Linked DNA regions of Mus musculus: all the other regions are linked to region 2. Evidence: chromatin contacts called from public ChIA-PET data. All regions are on one chromosome and are shown on one strand. The core of a region is the stretch at or near the end of the contact, and the rest is flanking DNA. Distances in the headings are between cores, read along the strand shown. Region 1 holds the start of Ankib1 (ankyrin repeat and IBR domain containing 1). Region 2 overlaps Tmbim7 (transmembrane BAX inhibitor motif containing 7). Region 3 overlaps Cdk6 (cyclin-dependent kinase 6).

Region 1 (4,425 bases), core at 1,414-3,913, 130 kb before region 2:
TATGTGACTGCTGAATGTTCTCGTGGTCAGTGCAATTACTTCTTCACAGCTATACTAAAAAGGTTCTCTTGGATTGAATATGTTCATCTTTTTGGCCTTTAAAGGTTCTCTGAGTTATATGCCAGTAAGTCTCGAAAAGAACATCAACCATAGAGTTTCTTTTCTAGTTACATTTACATGAACTCTCTTCAATTTTTTAAAAGGTCCATTAGGCATTAAAATGTTTTTTTCATATTTAATGAGTCCCTTACTGCTTCAACTCCTAGGAGAGAAAAAAGAGAAAAAGAGCACTTTCAAGAAAGGGCTGAAAATGTTCCTTGAGAGGATATACATTTTTATTCTGTTTTCTGAGAGGCAACTGATGTCACTCTGACACCCTGACTCACTTTCCTAAAATTTAAAAATGCCTTATTTTTGAAAGTTTCATTAAAATGAAATTCTTTTTAAAATTCAATAACTTCTGGCATCTTAAATAAAATTTAGTCTAAAAGCTTAACAAGTATTATTTCACAAACATTTGTCTTAATAAAACGTTTTTTTAGTTACAAAGTTTTCACTGATTTTGTACCAAAGAAACTAAAGGTATTTCTTTTTTTCAATTATTTATTTAGTTATGTTACATCTCAACTAAGGTTTCCCCTCCCTCCTCTCCCCTAAGACTCTCCTTTTCTCTTCAGAAAAGGGGAGGGAGACATCCCAAGGCTATCAACCAGCCTTCAAGTCAAATTTCAGTAAGATTATGTGCATCTTCTCCTATTGAGCTGGAAGAGGCAGCCTAGTTAGGGGGAAGGGTCCCAAAGCCAGGCAACAGAGACAGGGACAGCCGAAACTAAAGGTCTTTCCTTGAAGACGTTTGAATGAAACATTAGGATGAAGACATTTCATCTTGTTTAAAGTTTTGAGGATAGTTCATGGAATTTTTTTTTAGATAAAAAAATTTTAATAAGAACATTCTAAAAATCCACTACATGCAAAAGAGCTGCCTATAGAAAAAAAAAGGCTTTTCTTAAAACTTCCTGTTTAGCAACTGCTTTTCATCTCAGATTAACACCGACTAAAACATAATAAACTATAAACAAGATATATACATATGTATGAAAGCCTTAAAAACTGCAAACCTCTTAAAAAGACACTGTATTATAGACACTGTACAAAGAACATGGCAACTATAGAAAATGATGCTTTCTATAAAGTACCTAAAGGAGAAACTAAGTAGTTAACTTTCTGCACAGAATTTAAAGTAAACCAATTCTTATCTCAATCAATTCATAAGAAAACGTCTATTAGCAAAGTGTTTCATTTGTGAATACTCATTATATATTTTAAATACTCATATTTTAAATATATAAAACAAACTTACTGCTAGCAACATATTCGCAAAAATTCTTTTTTTTTTTATTTTAAGTTTATTTTTAAAAAAGTATTTGTACTGGAGCACTTAAAATAGTCTTCCAATGACATAAAAGGAAACAAAGGTTGAAGCCAGGAAAACAACAAAAGCTACCAGCGATGAAGGTGAAGCTGGTGCAACTGAAACCGACAGGAAGAGAGAACTAGTCAAAAGAATAAAAATAAATAAAGCCATTGCTAATATGCTATATGGCTCACTGCACTGGAGAAATGCTCAGGCATGAATGATATGCTGCCTAAAAAATGAGGACTTATGTAAGTGGAGATGGTTCATAACTTGGAGGGCTGTCTGCGATTTTTTTAAAAAATATGCAGGGATATTGTTGATTTTCATTATGATTGACAAAGGAGAGGCATACAATTTTCACTTAGTGCCCACAGCAGGGGTAATTACTCCTTTGTGGGTCAGTGAGTTTGTTTACAATAAAGACACGCTAAGTTCCCTGAGAGAGCAGGACAGGAATGGAGCTGAAATCTTGAGGTCGGCCAACCACATCAAGGCTTCTGGTGAAGTTACAAAGACCGAGGGGAGGAGAGAGCAGAGAGTGCAAGCCAAAAGGAGACATAAAGGAAGAACTCGGATAGATGGGAGAAGACAGCTACAATCGATAAGCTGTCACTGTCCTGGCAATGACAACACTGCCTGGGAAGTCTTTCCCTTGGCACCACCCACCAGTGCTCCCCTACCGGGAAAAATGCAAAGCTGCTTTTGCTCCAAAAGTTCCCACCCAAGAGACGCCGGTGACTTTTCGGTACCGGCGTGTAAGAAACAACACGCCTTGATGCAGAGCCTCGTGGGCGAGCTTCGGTGCTCCTGCCGTTGGCTCCAGCCGGCGTCTGGCTCTTCTTGCCTTGCTTTCCTTGTTTCCGCCAAGGAAACGGGAAAGACTCACCCGGGCGGGCGGCGGATCCTCTCCCGAGCCGCTACATCCAAGTCAGTGGGTGGGGCGGCAGTCGAAGGATGGCGGAGCCAGCCCGTCACCGTTTTCTCATTCCTTCTGCCTATCTAGGAGGCCCACCCCAACTTCCTGTGGCAGGAAGCCCCTGGATTGTCACCAAAAGCCGCCCCGCGAGTTCGGGTCTCAGGGCACCTGTTCCCCACCGTCCTTCCTCTCCCTCGGCTCCAGGAACCCTTCAGCCTCTCCACCAGCTTCGGGCTCCCAAAGGCCTCAGCTCGCCATCCCACCGCTACCGGCGCCGGGCAATAACTTCCGGGGTTACGCCCCCAAGGCCGCTTCAGGTTTGCGGCTGAAAAAGCTTCCGGGTCGGCCCGCGGGGAGCCGCCGTTCGTGCCGGTCCGTGCCACTTCGCGCGGCGGCCGCAGCTGTCTGGGAGCGGGCGACCGTGAGCTCGCGGGGTTTGGCGGCAGCCGAGCCCGACGCTAGCTATAGCAAGGACGGGGGTCGGGGAAGGGAGGTCGGCCTCCGCGGCTGCGTGCGCACGCGGCACGACCATGCGCTGGACTTGAGCGAGCGGCGGAGGCAGGCGCCACCGCCCCCCTCCTCCATAGCCTGAGAGCGGCGGCGCGCAGCGGGAGAAGATGGGGGGCGCCCGCCCAGTGTGAGCTCGCCGGGCGCGTCGGGCTCGCGCAGCGCTTCCCGCGGGCCTCCAGCGCGCATCCTCCGGCTCCCGCAGCCGCCGCCGCCGGCGGGTGGGTGGGGCGCCGAGTGGACCCGAGAGGTCACCCGCTCGGCGCGAGAGCCAGGTGGCCGCGACAGAGGAAGACCTGCAGATCTGGGGGGAATCGACGCGAGCCCGGTCCCGGCCGGGAGAAGTAACCGTAAGTTTCTGCTTCGCGGCTCGGCTCTGGCCGAGGCAGTCTCGAGCCTGCCTAGTTCACGCCCTTCCGCGTCTCTTGCGAGGGTTGCCCTGTCACCCCTTCTCTCCCCGTCCCCGAAGGAGCACAGCATCCTGTCTGCCCTACGGGGTTTCTCGCGCTCGCGAATTTGCAAGCCTCCCGGTTTCCGCGGCGCGTCCCATCCTCCACACACGTCTACATAGCCTTGTCCCTCTGTCCTCAAAAGATTCGTGCCCTCCTTCATTTTCTGTAGAACCCCGGACCTCACAGTCTCCGCAACCCTTGTTGGGACCTGGAAAGCCTTGGATTCCACTAACTCCGTGGACCTGAAATAGTGAGGAGCGACTAGGTTAAAAGTGCTCTGTAGGACTGTCATGGGTGGGGATAGGTGCAGATGGCACCACTGAACCTTTATTTGTGTTGCTTTTGCCACCCAAACAAAAGAATGAACGCTCCTCTGTACCCTCATTCCTCTACGTATGTGTGAACTGTTCGTACATTGATGTTTGAGTCGGAGGTAATTGAAGCTACAGCTGTAATGAAGCAGGTCTTGAAGAGTTTTTATTCTCACAAGCGTCATTCTTATGGAACGGCATGTTGAAAAATCTTTGGATTGAAAGACCCATTCAGGTTTACTAGTAAATGTGAAGACCAAATGTGAAAACATCTGGAGTTTTAGATAGTGTACTTTGGATGCTGTTAATTTCTTACTGTTTTGATTACTGTTTGACTAGGCTGTTTCTCGTTAAATTTTAGTTTGCATTTTTAGGTTGCTTTTGCAGAACTTTCCAGAAATTAGATTAAAATATAATTTTAATACTGTCAGTGATTAGACAGCTGTCAATGCATTAACTACTTTTTAAGGTACTATTAGAAAGCAAATGATAATTCTAAAAATAATGTTACTCTGTACGGTGTAGGTTCTGTTAATATTCTGTAAACTAAGGTAGTATGGTAACATTGGTGATTTTTTTTTCTTGGAAATTATTTCTTTAGGAACAATAAATATGTTTAGTCACCCCAGCAAGCCGTTTAGCAGTTTATCTTGGGCTGTAACTTTACACTTCACAGTTTAGTTTGAAGCAGACGCAGAAGATGTAGCTCCCACAGTCTGTCTGGAAATGGACTTTCCTTGGCACAGAAGCCCAGCACTGTGCAGACTTGAGGGCATTGTTGAAGGTGTAAAATCAGCTTCTGATGAAGAAGCTCTAAGGGTT
Region 2 (4,507 bases), core at 1,444-3,943:
CCATTATCATCTAGACAAGATCTGAAATGTTTAGAGACGTTCTTTCTACCCCTGGAACAATTTATCCTGGCCATTTCTTAGGATAGAAATGCCTTAGCCCCAAGCACTAAAAATTACCACAGAAAGGATACAACTGCCACAGTCCATTGGATTTGCTTCAGGAAGGAGGACGAAATGGTGGAAGTTAAGATAAAATAATGAGCTGGGCATGGTGGCATACGCCTTTAATTCCAGCACTCGGGAGGCAGAGGCAGGTGGATTTCTGAGTTCGAGGCCAGCCTGGTCTACAAAGTGAGTTCCAGGACAGCCAGGGCTACATAGAGAAACCCTATCTTGGGGGGGGGGGGAGATAAAATAATGAGAGCCAGGGGCTGACAATTTTTTAAACTGTGTGAAAGGTACATGAGAACCCATTGTACTTATTCTATTTTTGAATTTATAAGAGTTTCTCCCTTAAAGCCAGATGAGGTGGCACACATTTTCACTCCCAGAACTGGAGGGAGGGGGAGGCAGGAAAATCAGAAGTTTAGGGTCATGCTTTACTATGTGACATGTCCAAGGCCAGTCTAGACTACTCAAATCTCTGCTGGAAAGAGGAGGGAGGGAGGGAGGGAGGGAGGGAGGGAGGGAGGGAGGGAGGGAGGGAGGGAGGGAGGAAGACTGGTTTCCTCTGATAAGAACATAAATTGTATAGTACATAAATTTGTGTGCAAAATATGATCTTAACTGTTCATATTTAAAGAACACATGTACAGAACACATTAGGAAAATGAAATAAGTTATTTCATTACATTAACTAGGTCTCTTTTTCAAATTTGTCTATACATATTTTCATTAAATACACAGTAGATTTTCAAAATTACTGTTAGTGATTATTTTTTAATTTTTGTGTATATTAATGTTAATCTTGGGTTTGTCCTTTGGGGCTTTTTTGTTTTATTTTGTTTTTCTTAAAGAGGCTGAAAAAAAATTTCCAAATACTGAAAGCACAGAGGATATTTTCTTGCACTTTCTTTTTGTCTCCAGCACACACAGGATTGGTTCTCTAGGTATTCTTCTTAGTCCTGCAGCCTCTCCAGCCCCGTTAGGACCCAGGAGGAATCTCTGTCAGCTCTGGACAAACTCTGAACCTGTGTCACAGCTGGGCTAGGCTCTCAGCTTCAGAGGCCAACAGTGCACACTCAGAGAGCACAGAAGACAGAACAGAATGGCTAATGGCATCTCTGCTGCCAGGCCCTCTTTGGCTACAGCCAAAACTCACCAAAGCCACACATTCCTTCCAGCCTCCGAGGGTAAAGGGCAAGCAGAACCCAAGAGGCCAAGCATCCTGACTCTACAAGACACGGTCGCTCAGCCCAAAGGAGTGATTTGAAGATAGGGTCTGATTATATTTAAACCACGTGGGTACTCTGTTTAATTCTCTCCCTCCAAGGGGCAGATTAGGGTCCATAAGAAAACTCAGGACCAGTGTGTGAGCTACATTTTCTCTGGGTTCCTTGGAAACCTTGTAGAGAGAAAGAATTGTGTAAATGGCCACCATTTAACTTTGTCAGACAACCAAAAGGTTTAGTTGACTATAAGTTCAGCTGCCTCTCAGAGTCTTTAACGCAAACACATCTGAAATCCTCTTTAAGGCACTTTTCAGCGGAATGCTTCATTCTCTAAACTCAGGCCATTCCTAACCTGTGAGTGATTTAAATACCTGTGGTGCTTTAGGGAAATATTCTGACATTTAGAGGTGTTGAGTGGCCCTGAACCTTTGCCTATGCCGGTAGCCCACCTCACTCACTGAAGGGAGGCACATCTGTTCACACACAGGTTGGCTTCTACAAGAACCTTGCTTGAGATGACAAACACCAATCTGATTCTGAACGATAGCAAAGCTCTACTTTGGGGGACACGGCAGGGGGACATGTGCACGTATGTGTGGAGGACACGGGTCCACTTTAGGCATTATTCCTTATGTTTGAAAAAGGTCCACTAGAGCCCAGAGCTCAGAAAATAGGCTGAGGTAACTGGCCAGAGACACCAGGGATCCAGTCTCTACCCTCTCAGAGCGGCGATTACAAACTCATGCCACCACACCATGGACTTTACATGGATGCTGGCGATCACTTTCTGACTAGGCATCTCCCCAGCCCCCGAACCACTACTTTTGATAGAACTTGACTGAATGTTTTAACATATCCCTCTACCTCTCTGGACCTTCCTTTTTGTTTTTTGTTTTTTAACCTTTTCCACTAACAAAGGCTAAAATTCTGCTTGTGTATAAAGTTGTCAGTATGAGGTGTGCCAAACAATTGAGCAAATACTCCTCTTTAGTTATTAAACTGACTAAGGCAAGCCCATCACTTCCTTAAGCAAGGTGACCATAAATGAAAGAGCCACTGGAAAGAGCCCGCTAAATCCCCAGCAGTGTCCTAAGGCTGGTAAGACTCTGACATCACGGTTTAAAAACAAAGGTCATTGGTTGGGGAGTGGTTTTGCGGACTCACTGGTTGGGATTCACAAGGCCCTGGGTCAACTCCACCAACATAAAAGAACAGTTGTGAGTTACACTGTGGGGTGGGGGGTGATGGTGCTCCTGAGCCCTGATGACTGTGAAGATAAGCTGCCAGTTTGAACCAGGGCCCCAGCAGGGAACACAGGGCACACTCAATAGCTAAGCTTCAGGAGGATGGTTGGTTTGTAAAGAAACCCCTTCAGGAAGTAGGCTGAAAGGAACTAGGTGAGCAGCTGTGACCAAGGGATAAGGACACAGGAAACCTCCAACTTTGGCTGTGGTAAAGTGGTCTGTGTAACAAGAAGCTGGGAGTTGGTTTTGGTAGGGAATGTGGTTAGGAGGAACCCATGGAATGAGGGTCTCTCTTCTCTGAGTGAGTCAGGAGGGACACAGGGCGTGGCCAGCAACTCCCGCACCATAGAGATTTGTTTCAATGATACGTACTTTTGTTTGTAGCGCAAACAAAGTTAGCACTAGTGTCACCATAGTGGTGGCTCCTGCGGCCCATAGTATCTCTTCTGCTCTGTAGAAGCTGGAACCAGAGACTGTGGTTACTCTTCAGACACATTCACAGAAAAGCAAGAGAAACCAAAACTACATATCAAAGACTCACACTGACAAGCTTCCGAGCAGCAGGCCTTCCAGAATGGTCTGAAAACAAAATTCACAGTCAGTCAGCAGCCTGTTTCTCCAAGCAAAGCATGAGGCCGAGTCCTAGGCTTCAGGAGAGGGTGCCAGTCATGTGTGCATTTGGGTAATATCTAGGGAGCAAGCAGGGGTGTGAAGGCAACCCTGGGAGCACAGCTACAGGGTGCTCACGGGAGACAACTGGTCCACTAACCATTCACTGTCACATAACTGTCACACTCTCCCTAGAACTAACTGGCAGAAGAAAAGAAAAGAAAGTGCTTCTGAGAACACCACAGCAACTTTCATGCATGTGGTGCATAAACTCTGTACTGATTGTGATGCAGATGCAGAAGCCGAGGTAGAGGGTCCATTTGTGGACCACATCCTCACTGGCCGAATGGGACCGTCCACACACTTCTGCACACTTCGTCGGGACAGCACAGGCTGTTTCCATGAATGTTTCGCCCGTGCTATTGGATAATGTCACTATCTGTGGTCCCTGCTAAACATAAACGGTTTCTTCAAGTCTCAGACCTGGGATGAGAACTGAGACCTCAGTGCCAGGACAGGGACTGCAGGGCAGTTCTGAGCAGAGGTAACAGCACAGGACCAGTGCCCTAAAGGATTCCGTCCACCCACATGGAACCATGCTGTGGGTAATGTGGGAGAGGGGTGGGAACCAAGATCCATCAGGCAAGGGAGCCTGGGGGTCAGACCTCACGGCCGGGCTCAGAACCACAACCAGCAAGCAGCCGTGGGTGGGACTGAAGAGGTTTGTCGGCCCACAGGACATCAGGGAGTTTGGTGGTCTTTGGGAAGGACCGGAGAAGTCTTCTAGTCTCATCAGAGATCAAAAAGGACGACATAGCCTAACCAAAGTGCTGACAACAGAGTGGCTTTGGACTTTCTCAAACTATCATAGGCTGGAAAAGAACTGGGCTCAAAATGTCCTTGGTCACTTTTCTGGATTTCCCAGACCTGGACTGGGACTTTGTTGCCTCAGGATGTTTGTTGATGTACCTAAGAAAACAGTCCTTATATCCACCAGAGGACAAGATTGAGTCTTTGTGCAAACAGTACTTCAATAAAGTGCTGGGTACCAACCTTCCTCCTGCTTTTCATTTTCCCTGGTGCCTTCTACTTACTTCTCCAGCATCATCAGAGACAGACAGACAGGCACAGAGAGACAAGGAGACAGACAGAGACAGAAGACAGACAGAGAGGAAGAAGAGCGGCTCCTGGCAGGGGATCACTGTAGAAACCAGGCATGCTCAGAACAGGGATGTCGGGAGCCACAGATTCTAGGGGACAAAAGCTGTTTGTGGCAAGAGTGAGTAATATCAAGGAGAGGAATACAGATTTGAGAGAGAGAGA
Region 3 (4,698 bases), core at 1,176-3,675, 210 kb after region 2:
TTTAATCATCAGACAACTTTAATGAAGTGGCCTCAGGGCACCTTTATCCTTGTAAATTAAGTCCTAAAATGACAGACAGGCGCATGGTTTCCCTCAAGCCGCACTGTTGAAATTTCATGCCGAACTTGTGAAACTTCAAACAGTCACAACTTGCAAAGTGTCTATTATGTTCCAGGCAATAGGTTTATCTCTCTTTGCAAAAATTTAGTAATAGTGTAGCTTTGGTTTTGACAATAAACAATCGCCACTAGATTGCTCTCTGCCTTCACCACAGAAACTAAACAAATATTGAACCTTCACAGAGAAGTGGAAATGAAAATCATCCTGAGTACAGGATGTGAGAGGTTGCGGGGCTCATCGTTTCCTATGAAATGGTGCTTTAACCTGCATGTGTTGGGAGGCCACACAATGACTCAGATTTCAAAGAAAACTTTAAAACAGGATTTGTTTGGGTTAGGGAGAAAAATGGTTCCGCAGCCTGTGCCTTCTTACTCCCTTGTCCGTGTGTCCATTTTTACACAAGGCTGCGTGCAGACCAGCCTGGTGATGTGGCCAGGGGCAAATGCAAGCATAGCTGTTAAACTAAGCGCCCCTCCCCCCACTCCTGAACAATGTTCAACTCCAGGGCCACTGCCTTCCTTAAATGGGAAAGGGCTGGAGATCCTTGACTAAAGGAGTCACCAAGGTGTAGCTCCTTGTATAGCACCGGCTTCCATATGGTCTCTCATCTACAATGTGCAACAGGTATATGGGGCAAAAGAAAGGCAGCCTTAAACATTCCAACCCGTCTGGGCTACCAGAAGCAAACCCAAGCACAGAGGACTCTGAGTGCTTTCTGACCAATGTCAAAGGAAAGAGATAAAGGAAAACATGCTTTAAGATTAGGGTGTCCCATGCTGCTCGTTTGGCAAGATTATAAAACTGCAGGCTGAGAAGGACTCAGATTACAGCACTAGGAATCTGAGACATGAACTATTTTCTGACAAGAACTGCTAAGTATCAGGATGGGCTTTTGTGGGATTTTAGACCTTCTATGAAGCTGCTTCTTCTTCTTCTTCTTCTTCTTCTTCTTCTTCTTCTTCTTCTTCTTCTTCTTCTTCTTCATCTTCTTCTTCCTCCCCTCTCCCTTCTCTCTTCTCCCTTCTCCTTCTTCTTGCCTTATCTCAGGGTACGGACAGGGGTAGGGAAAAGGGAAAGGAAATATCCGTGAAGCATGGCAGACATTAAAGTTCCATGTTGGGCTAACCAGCTCGTGCTGTATATAACCTCCAGTTTGATGTTTGATGAAGCACCATGGCCTGCTTCCAGCAACAGGGAAGGGCAGATGGACAGAGAGAGACATCTGAGAGCAAGGAGCTGGTGGCTGGCAGCGCCAGGAACAGAAGCAGGACTGGGACCTGTGACTCAGGTTCACTGTCACTATGCAAGTCACTGACTTCAGATCTTCCTTCCCTTTGGGGAAGGAGAAGGGTGCTGGGGACTAAACTCAGGCCTGCACACGTGCTAAGTTCTGTTATCAGACCTATTTTGATCCCCCCCCCTTTTGAGATAGAATCTTGGGTATGTAGCCCGGGCTAGCCTAGAACTTTCTATGTAGACCAGGCTGGACTAGAACTTGCAGCGATCCTTCTGCCCTGCCTCCAGAGTGCTGGGATTGCTGGCATGCACCATCACAGCTGGTTCAGTCGTTCCCTTTTAGGGTTTTTGTTTAATTATCACTTTTAAACAATGTGGTTTTTGTTTGTTCTGTTTTTGTTGTTACTGTTGTTGTTTTGTTTTTAAAGTCAATATTTCTAGAGCACTGTATGTTTATCAGAAAGCTGATGAGAACAAGGGATCTTCCTACGATACTTATATCCAAAAGGTTTTCACTAAAATGGTGTATGGATGAGCAAGGGTCCTGGAGAGAGGGGAAGGAAGAACTGCTTAGCCAAAATGCTCTGCACGGGGCTGGCAGCCTGCTACGCCAGGCGCGCTTCTCTTGGCCTTTTCTGTACCACTACCCTTCCACCCAACCTTGTTCTCCTTTTCCAGTCTTCTATCTCTGCAAATGAAATCACTAACCAGTTCCTCGAGTCAGGCTCTTCCTCAAACTCACCCCTCACCCAGTTACAGACTTGACAACACGGCAGCTCACAGAGGACTGGAGCTGGAGAAACAGGCGATGGAAGACACAGCTTGGAAGTCCAATTTGAAAGTTGCTTAAACAAGAAAAGGGCCTGATGTGTTATCTGTATATCCTTAGACTTTCAGGAAATACAGAAAGGAAAATTAAACAAACACGATCCTACACTTAACATTAACATATTTTTAGAATTTAAAATTATTCTCAGGTATCTTTTGTAAGCAGAGAGGAAGGAAGGACCACTGTAAAGGAATCCCTTAATAGATGACTGCAGAGTACGAGTTCTCTTACTGCTCAGGGGCTGCAACCCTTCTCTTGAAACCGTCTCGGTTTCTAGGAAGAACCACACGAATACCAAGGACTTTACAAAGCGTTTCTAAGTACATCCGCTATCAGGAGAGAGACCTGTGTGACAATAAAAGGCAGCAGAAGGTTTCTCACCTAGGCCGGGGCTAGCTGCAGCGTGCTTGGGGGCACTGTGGTTGCTGCATGCAAACACTGCTGGAAAGAAGAAGTACCAGCCCAAGGCCATGCTAAGCTCGGCTTTGACCTCAGAGCTAATTCAAAGGAAAGGCCTTTCCATTTACAAACATTTCAGAGAATACTGCTGCTTTCTAGAAATGTGTGGCAGGTAGTTTCCTTATCCTTAAGGCTGATGGGTGGAGACAGGATTACAGTGGTACCCAAGGAAACATGAAGACTGCAGAGAGCATTGTTTATCATCCAGGAGATGAAAAGGTCCCTTTAGTGATCACTGCAGATACTTAATATAGAGATGACCCTCATATGTGGCCAAAGTACAAGTAGGGCCTAGTGATAACCTCTCTGAAAGTCTTGTGGAACATTCTGAAACAACTAACAGTCCACTGCTCTGTATTCCCACACTATACCTCCCTCAGTTCTTGCTCTGATACCTGGTGTGACCACAAGAATCTACTTCTACCTCTGTGTTACTCCCACTGCGCCTAATTCTATAATGACACTGCTTACTTTCAGATCCCCAATCTTGCTGTGCGGCTGATTATCTGTTACTACAACACAGTAACCAAAATAATTGGGTTATAAGAGAAAAAGGTTTATTTGTGCCGCACAGCATTGAGGGATCTAGTCCATGATAGGTTGGCCCTTCTCGTCTGGGCTGGTGGTGAGGCGGTGTCATGGCAGGAACATGTGAAGCTGAAAGCTGCTCACAATGAGAACGGAGGAGCAAAAGGAACCTGAAGGTGGAAGGTGTCCTACCATCACTCTCAAGGGCATGCCCCAATAGACACCCCCTCCCCGCGACCTTCTAAAGGTCCCATAGCTTCCCACCTTGGGAGCCAGTCTTTAACACTCTACCTCTAGGGGTCTCTGAGGTTGCTACTATATTTAGCATATAGCAGTCACTAAAAAGCTGTCAGATATGTGATCAAGAAAAACATTTCTCCGAAAATGCTCCCCAACCCCAACAAATTCAAAATCAGACAAACAAAACCAAACAACAGCAGCCCTAGCAGCAGCAACAGCAAAAACAACAACAAAACCCGAAAAAGATCGGCAACACACCAAACCAGAGAGTGAAGAATAGTCTGTCTTGAGGTATTTATGAAGGTATAGAAAATGTTCTAGAGTCACAAATATGGCCCCCTAAATCAATTTTATTATCTCATCTTAAAAGAAAATCTCTTGTAGATAGGCTGTTAGAAGCAGCCTGTAGTCTCTGCTCTCAGGAGGCAGAGGCAGGAGGATTGCTAGAAGTCTGAACCTGGTCTGGTCTACACAGCCAGGTTTTGAGACCCTACCTCAGAAAACTAAACCAAATCAACCAAACAAAAGCCTCGTGTAAAGAAAAGAATTACATTTTATCCACTACTAGCATCAGTTCATGTATATATCTGTATGTATATCCACCTAAGATCTTAATCTCTTGAGTTATTTTTAGGCATACACAACTCTTCACATGGACAAGATATTTACATGTAATTCTAACCTATGAAACCAAGTCTTAGAACAAGGTGTCTGGAATTTACATCACCACAGAACTACTCAAGGTACCCTTGTCCTCTTGGAATACGTTTTGCTTGGCTGTCATCTAAAGGATCATGCAATGCACCAACACTATGTAGTTCTGCTTGCTCAGCATGAAATGCAAAACCTGCCCGTGTTATGCATATCAGTAGTATTGTTCCACTGTGTCACTATGAACATGAATATCCTTTGAGTCTTTTTATGTGTGTCCCCTGCTGGACATGAGCCCTTGTTTTATGTAAGTACACATAAAAAGTAGACAAATGCTTAGTAAACATTACCAATTTTGCTAGTATTCAGACCTTCGTAAACCCCCTTCCTCCAGTAATGTGTGACTTTCATTTTACTCCACCCAACCATTTCCACCCTTCATGTTAGTGTGGACTGCAACTGCCTGTATTTATTAACAATCTGTTAAATTAATTTTAGTATTAACAATCTGTTAAGAATATAAAGCTCTAAAAATGAGACTATAATTTCAATTTAAGTTCTCTCTCTCTCTTTTCCCACTTCCCTTCTCCTGCCTCGCTCTTTTTGTGAGTCTCGTCATACTGTGGCAGCTAATC

Evidence for each region. ChIA-PET counts read pairs in DNA pulled down with a chosen protein or histone mark.
Region 1: an RNA polymerase II ChIA-PET map of memory CD8 T cells shows a contact between it and region 2, with 185 read pairs. The contact joins the promoter of Ankib1 here to the enhancer-like site in region 2. A contact is called at or near these places in 11 of 39 promoter capture datasets (the C10 cell line, the HPC-7 cell line, cranial neural crest and 8 more), 6 of 484 Hi-C or Micro-C datasets (the G1E-ER4 cell line, the MNK3 cell line, cerebral cortex and 3 more), 8 of 115 datasets of contacts at active chromatin or transcription factors (the 230-238 cell line, the SCID.adh cell line, bone marrow-derived macrophages and 5 more) and 3 of 9 other capture datasets (adipose tissue, liver and pancreatic islet).
Region 3: a contact with region 2 is called in an RNA polymerase II ChIA-PET map of memory CD8 T cells, with 6 read pairs. The contact joins two enhancer-like sites. A contact is called at or near these places in 1 of 115 datasets of contacts at active chromatin or transcription factors (memory CD8 T cells) and 1 of 9 other capture datasets (pancreatic islet).

The regions. Positions count from the first base shown.
Region 1 is chr5:3,801,362-3,805,786 of GRCm38.p6, reverse strand. Ankib1 (ankyrin repeat and IBR domain containing 1) reads left to right here and starts at 2,663. Exons shown (of 20, transcript NM_001289527.1): 1 at 2,663-3,190. Krit1 (KRIT1, ankyrin repeat containing) reads right to left here and starts at 2,622. Exons shown (of 17, transcript NM_030675.3): 1 at 2,304-2,622.
Region 2 is chr5:3,668,562-3,673,068 of GRCm38.p6, reverse strand. Tmbim7 (transmembrane BAX inhibitor motif containing 7) reads right to left here. Exons shown (of 11, transcript NM_029141.4): 7 at 3,117-3,154; 8 at 2,948-3,035. Among named protein-coding and RNA genes, the nearest start is that of Tmbim7, 14 kb to the right of the region's middle. Within about 2 kb of position 2,693, at least 75 of the 459 cell types and tissues checked have an H3K27ac peak or open chromatin away from gene starts, as enhancers often do. A contact at or near this core is called in the G1E-ER4 cell line, the HPC-7 cell line, the MNK3 cell line and 6 more, where this site is marked.
Region 3 is chr5:3,458,983-3,463,680 of GRCm38.p6, reverse strand. The region is part of intron 4 of Cdk6 (cyclin-dependent kinase 6); the gene reads right to left. Among named protein-coding and RNA genes, the nearest start is that of Gm29868, 49 kb to the right of the region's middle. Within about 2 kb of position 2,425, at least 79 of the 459 cell types and tissues checked have an H3K27ac peak or open chromatin away from gene starts, as enhancers often do. A contact at or near this core is called in memory CD8 T cells, where this site is marked.